2 separate regions of the Oryctolagus cuniculus genome follow, and region 2 is linked to region 1. A link is a contact called in public Micro-C data. All regions are on one chromosome and are shown on one strand. The core of a region is the stretch at or near the end of the contact, and the rest is flanking DNA. Distances in the headings are between cores, read along the strand shown. Region 1 holds the start of BRCA2 (BRCA2 DNA repair associated). Region 2 overlaps ZAR1L (zygote arrest 1 like).

Region 1 (3,089 bases), core at 117-2,616:
GGTAATGATAGACTTAATGGCAAGGTAGTTAGGTTTAAGTCAAAATGGACTTCAAACTTTGGCCCTACTACCAGTGAAGTTATTTAATTGCCTAATTACGTTTCCCCATTGGACATTACTAACCAACTTATAGGATTATTCTAAGACTGTGATATTACTTGTAAAGCCCAAAGCAGATTGCCTAATTTACCAAATGTTCCATAAGCAGCAGTGATCATCAGATAAGGATCATACGCAGACCTGTGTTACTTTGCTAATTAGACATAGCAGATGAAAAGCTTCAGTAGTGGGACCAGCATTTGGCACAGTGGTTAAGACGCTGCTTGGGAAACCAGCATATCAGAGTCTGGCTTCACTTCCTGCTAACCCCCGGCAGTGGAAGGTAACAACGGCCCTAGTACTTGGGTCCTTGCCACTCATATGGGAGACCCAGGCTGTTTCCAGCTCCCAGCTTCAGCCTGGCCCTGCCCTGGCTTTTGTTACCATTTGTGGAGTGACCCGGCAGGTTATCTCTATTTTTCTGCTTTCAAATACGTAAAAATGTGGCTTTCATTCTTTTAAAAAACAAGGCGGGGGGAGGAGCTTTAGTTTCTATCTACATTAGTAAGGCCCCTTGCTACAGCTGAGGATTATTATCAAACTGATTATGGCACCAAAGGAACCACGTGGAGCCTCTAATCCAAGATTGCCTTTGCTGTTCCTTGCTCAAGTGCACTGTAGAAGCAGCAGGGGCCCTAAGCCGCTCTTACCTCTCCTATTCAGTTCAATATTTTATAAGTCATACATCACACACAGATTGAACACTGTTCTAGCCAAGATACAGACCCTGTGAATTCCAAAACTGAGATCAAGTTCCATCTTCCAGGTCAGTTCAAAACAGGGCAATTGACACCATAAGAATTTAAAAAGATACCATAGAAGTCTACAGGGGAGAGTACCTAGCACTGCAGGAGCGTTAACATGGGATTCACAATTTTTCAGGCTGGGAAAATGGGCTCGCTCTGAACAGTCTACCTATGGGAAACACACCTGCTAGAACTGACTTCAAGTCCCTGAGCCTTCCATTTACTACCACGCAGTCCGGAAGTGAGGCACCCACATACAGACCACTTTATACGAGTTTTCTAAGGTCAGCTCACTTTGGCGCACAGGCTTAGCAAGCACCTGCCCTAAGGATAAAGGGAAGGTTTTTTTAAAGGTCCTTAATCGTGTTCCGAGGGCGCCCACCCAAAAGTCATCCAGGGCAGGAAGAAAGGCTGGGGAACTACGCATAGACCGAACGGCCGCCCCTTCAGAACAAGGCGGGCGGGTCTAAAAAAGTCAGGAAGCGAACATACACGCCAGCTCCCTCGTCTTCCGGTTCCTGAGCCTAACAGGCAAGCCCCTCTCGCCTCACTGAGAAACAGCAGCGGCCGACGGCGGCCTCACTTCCGGGTAGTGCGTACGCTGCGTGCCTCGTCACAGCGTCCTCACGTCACGTGCCCAGAGCGGGCTTTTGGCGCGAGCGTCTGAAAAAGGCTATGGAGGCGGAGCTCCTTCAGCTCGGCGTCTGGGGTCTTGCCTAGGGCAGTGGATCGCCGCCGGAAAAGCCGATGGGGTCAGATCTGTGATCTAAATGCTGGCGCGCTTTCTCTTAGACTGCTGAGCCCAAATACCAGCTGTACCTGTGGAGCGGGTTAGTGTGGCTGGGATGGAGACGGGCATGTCTTTCGCGGCCCCAGCGGTCCGGGGTGGCGGGCTAGGGTCTCTCAGGTTCCCGGGTGGGAATCGCGGCCTGTATCGACTTCCGCCTCTTGCCTGAGAGAAACAACCTTGTTCCAAAGCAAAGGCGAGCCCCGCCCCCTCCCTCGGGACTCTGGCTTCCCGGCTCCGGGCTGCACAACGCCTTGGCTGGGTCTGCCTCCTGGCTGTTCCGGGTGTCCGGATGCGAAATGTTCTTAATTGAAAACACGGTAACGTTACTTTAACGGAATATTGCCACCCTGGAAAGTGCTTTACAGTTTCTGGGCACCCTGTATCTGCCTTACTTAAGTCCCAGATAATTGTTAGTCTCGGATCATTGACTGGGAGTTATCGGACAGTGTTTGTTTGTACCAGGAGCCACTAGTTAACGTAATTAAAAAGAAAAGATTGACAATTCTGTTCTTGAGTCGCAGTAGACACACACGCCAGGGGTTTTCCGTGGCTGCTGTGAGTGCACAGAACTGTGGAATGTTTCCATCCTCACAGGGAGTTCGGCGTCCCGAAGAACGGGTAGAGGATGTAGCTTTAGACACAAGCACAACCCCGACATGCATCCCTGTGACGGACCTTTTGGTCTTCTCTTGCAGACTGACTTATCGAGCTTTGGAGTAATATTGTACATAAAAATGCCTATTGGATCCAAAGAGAGGCCAACTTTATTTGACATTTTTAAGATGCGGTGCAACACAACAGGTATTGGCTGGTTTTATGAAACTTGATACATTTCAACGAGAAACTGTTTTCAGAAAAGTAACATACGTGCTTGCTGAAAAAAAAATTCAGTACTTCTCGGTTTTCTTTACACTGCAAGCTACTCTATATGGAGTCATAAGTCCACTTTAGAAAGTAATAGTTTACCAGTTAACCCGACAGACACAGAACCCATAGTTGTATAAAGAGACTGGCCTCTTGATGAGCAATAACTGGAAGAACTGTTTAGAAAGTAGGACTAGTAAATTAGAAGCATTGGTGATGTTACTTTGACAGAGACTGTCAAACATTTTCGTTACAGTATTCATGATTAAGACCCCTGCAAAGAGAATTTGTTTATGTAGGCTGCCATGTTAGAAATTAAAACTAAGAACTGAAAAAAAAATTAATTCACTTGAAAATAAATCTATTGCATATTTTTTCAGAAGAATAAGTGGAATTGTTTTGCAGTTCTCCTTAACATCTGCCCTAATAGAAAATAGCTGTATTCTCATACCTGGGTGCACAGTTAATCTGTTGTGGTATGTTCTTCTGGTAGAAATATATGAAGAAAATTCACTTCACATAGTTAGTGGAACAAGGAGTATTTTAAGTCTTCAATTACTAGTGGATTTTCTTTTTTAATTTGGCTTTCT
Region 2 (3,357 bases), core at 19-2,518, 77 kb before region 1:
CCGGGTTCTAGTCCCGGTCGGGGCGCCGGATTCTGTCCCGGTTGCCCCTCTTCCAGGCCAGGAAGTGCAGTGGAGGATGGCCCAGGTGCTTGGGCCCTGCACCCCATGGGAGACCAGGAAAAGCACCTGGCTCCTGGCTCCTGCCATCGGATCAGCGCGGTGCGCCGGCCGCAGCGCACCAGCCGCGGCGGCCATTGGAGGGTGAACCAACGGCAAAGGAAGACCTTTCTCTCTGTCTCTCTCTCTCACTGTCCACTCTGCCTGCCCAAAAAAAAAAAAAAAAAAAAAAAAACCTTTATCAGGATTTCCAAGCAAGACCCTGTCCGTAAAACTATCCACTCACATGCTATGGCTATATATATGCCCATCAGTGTAGAATTTTATTTCCTTATGTTAGAAATACCAAAAAAAAAAAAAAAAAAAAAAACCAAAATAATCTATTACTATTATCACAGAGCAAAAGTTTCTTTATCCTGAGTCTGATTATGATTGTATAAGCTTGAAAGAGAAAATAGAAAAAACTTTTATGGAAGTGTATTCCTTGACAAATCTAATGGGAAAATATAAGACTGACCATTCTGTGTTGTTTCACAGTGGACAGAAAACAGGTCTGAGGTCTAGAGAAACTCTCTTCAAACTAAAGTCAACCAACAAATTGCAATGACCTAAAATAGTTAAAACTTGAATAAGACTAAGATTGCCATATTGCAAAGGGTCTGTTATCAGCATTCTTGGAGTTAGCAGACTCCTTCTGTATCAACAACAAGAAAGAAAGAAAAGAAAGAAAGAAAGAAAAGAGAGCGAGAGCAAGAGTGAGAGCGAGAGCGAAAGAAAAAGAAAGAAAGAAAGAAAGAAAGAAAGAAAGAAAGAAAGAAAGAAAGAAAGAAAGAAAGAAAGAAATTTCTCTAGTTTAAAATGCCAGAGCCTTAGATTAAGAAATTAAATTTCATGAGGGAAAAAATACATGAAGTTTTTAGCTTTTGGTTTTTCTCAGTGGGTTTAGTAATTTTCTCCATTTTTCAATTGTGAATGCTAAATTATAAAGATTTCTCTTTGAAAACACAATCTATGTGGTAGACACCTACATCAAGGAAGAAGTGAATTTCATTTCTGAAGAGCTATCCTGTTTTTCACAAGAGCTGGGTATCTGCGACATTTGATATATTTTGTGATGTTAGAGAAAATAGCTAAGAACGCAGCTCTCCTCTGAGATAATGTTTTCGAGCACTGATAACCTGGACCACTCCCCAAGGGTCAGCCTCACTGCCAATGCTGTAGTTTTGCTTTGCGGAACAAAGCAGGTCTGGATAGACCTCTGAAACTCAGTATTTACAAGCAATCCCTTCAAAGACACAAGACACCTTGTTTTCCTAGTATATAAATGTAGCATTCTTGTTCATTTGCCCTCTAATCCTATATTCAAGATACTGCAAACTAAGTGGGTAGCCAGCTGTTGGCTCATGATAAAGCTTTAGTTCATATACATTTCTATTTTCCTTAGTTTGTTTTCAAGAAAGTGACTCACTGAGACATGTTTGCATCTTTTTCTTCCTCTCTTCTCCTGGTGTGTGATCCAGTTGCCTTCCTTCCTCTCATAGAGAACAGTCAGTTCTCCAGCTGATTTCCCCCTGGCCCAAGTTCAAGCCCAGCCTCTTTTTCCACTGGACTTGCTAAATCTCTTTCCTGTCTCTCCCTGATCTCAGTTCTGCCTGCCCTGGGGCTCTTGTATTTCACTGCTCATTCTGCATGTCGAAGCGAGATGAGCGCAGATGCTCCCCCTGTTCTAAGGAGCAAAGCACGTAGGTCCATACATGCATATGTAAGGCTGGAAGCGGGTCTTAGAAGACTTTCGCTGTGGAAAAACCTGTCAACCAGCAGGCACAGTGAAGGACTCTGGACCACTTGTGTACACTACAGATGTTGCTTGGGTATCCACTGTGGCAGGCACTGAGGATTCCAAATTCTGGTTTCCCTTGGCAAAGGGATTCTGTATGGGGCAGTATTCTGAATAGGCTTGTTGCAGCAGGCTGCGGTGGTACAGTGGAAGGGGTTCTGACACAGAGATGGTGTTTCTCATCCTGGCTCTAACTCTGATTACACCCTGGTTTTAGGCAAGTCCCTTTCTCATACAGAACTTCATTTGCTCAGCTATAAAATGCGGAGGTTGGACCTGGGGAGATGTTATGGTCTTATCCACGTTTAGCATTTGCATCCCGTAAGCATAGGTCAGACATGCTCATCTGGCAGCCCCTTTGGGGACTACTGGGGAAGAGACTGAACGGAAGATAAAGAATGAACAGTATGTGTTTCAGAGAATTCCTGAGTCCGTTTCTACAACTGCCTGTACTGTGACTAGAAAACAATCTCCATTTCTGTCACTCTCAGCATTTCGGTTCCTTCCTTCGTTGAATGGATTTTCCCATGGATATTCTTAGATATGGGGGCTTCTGCTCTGTCTTCTGCAGGCTGAGGCGGTCCAGGAGGAGGAGGACACCACCGTGCATGAGGATGATCTTTCCAGTTCCATCAACGAACTGCCAGCAGCTTTTGAATGCAGCGACAGCTTCAGCCTAGACATGACCGAGGCAGAGGAAAAAGGCAACCGAGCCCTGGACCAGTTTACTCTTGCAAGGTAATGAAGTGCTTGGTGGAAATACTGTAGTTCCATCAGACAAACTGAAGTTTAGCATCACACTTGCATTGCCGGGACTTCCTAATGAAGCAGTCTAAAGTGACATAGAACTTGTAAGCTCTCAACTGAGTTAGCTTCACCCAACCCCAGTGGAGGGTCTTATGTGCAACCAGGAAAGGATGCTCAGGTCATAATTCCTAAGGCCATAAAGCAACATGAAAAGCCAAAGAGAGGGCTGGGGACATGGTACAGGTCTTGTAAATGTTTATGTTTGTTTGGAAGGCTGACTTAGAGAATCTTCCATCCACTGGGTTTAATCCCCAAAAAGCCGCAATGGCTGGGCCTGAGCCAGGTGGAAACCAAGGACCTTGGACTCTATCCAGGGGCTCAACACTTGGGCCATCTTCTGCTGCTTTCCCAAGTGCATTAGCAGGGAGCTGGATCAGAAGTGAAGCAGCCAAGCCTCGAACTGGCACTCATATTTGTTGCTGGCATTGCAGGTAGTGGCTTAACCAGCTGTGCCACAACGCTGGCACCCAGACCTCATATGTTTTGAGGATAAGATTTGGCAAGCCTCGGAAATGAGCTTAAAGACCAAAATAAGAGGCTCTTGATACACTAAAGACCTCCTTTTCCTGGCAGCTGACTTCTGACACTAGTGAGATGTCTAAATAGAAAAAAATATGGAGAGGAAGGGGCTTTAAGAAAACAATAACACGGGCTCA

What was found. Hi-C and Micro-C count contacts between places; a contact is called where the count stands out from the background.
Region 2: a contact with region 1 is called in a Micro-C map of ear pinna, with 4 times the contacts expected there. The contact joins the enhancer-like site here to the promoter of BRCA2 in region 1. A contact is called at or near these places in 2 of 6 Hi-C or Micro-C datasets (ear pinna and an unstated tissue).

What each region holds. Positions count from the first base shown.
Region 1 is chr9:81,965,687-81,968,775 of mOryCun1.1, reverse strand. It overlaps BRCA2 (BRCA2 DNA repair associated), which reads left to right and starts at 1,366. Exons shown (of 27, transcript XM_002720579.5): 1 at 1,366-1,675; 2 at 2,331-2,436. The coding sequence starts at 2,370. It overlaps ZAR1L (zygote arrest 1 like), which reads right to left and starts at 1,414. Exons shown (of 7, transcript XR_007913745.2): 1 at 1-1,414.
Region 2 is chr9:82,041,907-82,045,263 of mOryCun1.1, reverse strand. All of the region lies in intron 6 of ZAR1L (zygote arrest 1 like), which reads right to left. It overlaps FRY (FRY microtubule binding protein), which reads left to right. Exons shown (of 63, transcript XM_008273531.4): 55 at 2,466-2,632. Among named protein-coding and RNA genes, the nearest start is that of BRCA2, 76 kb to the right of the region's middle. Within about 2 kb of position 1,268, at least 5 of the 8 cell types and tissues checked have an H3K27ac peak or open chromatin away from gene starts, as enhancers often do. A contact at or near this core is called in ear pinna, where this site is marked.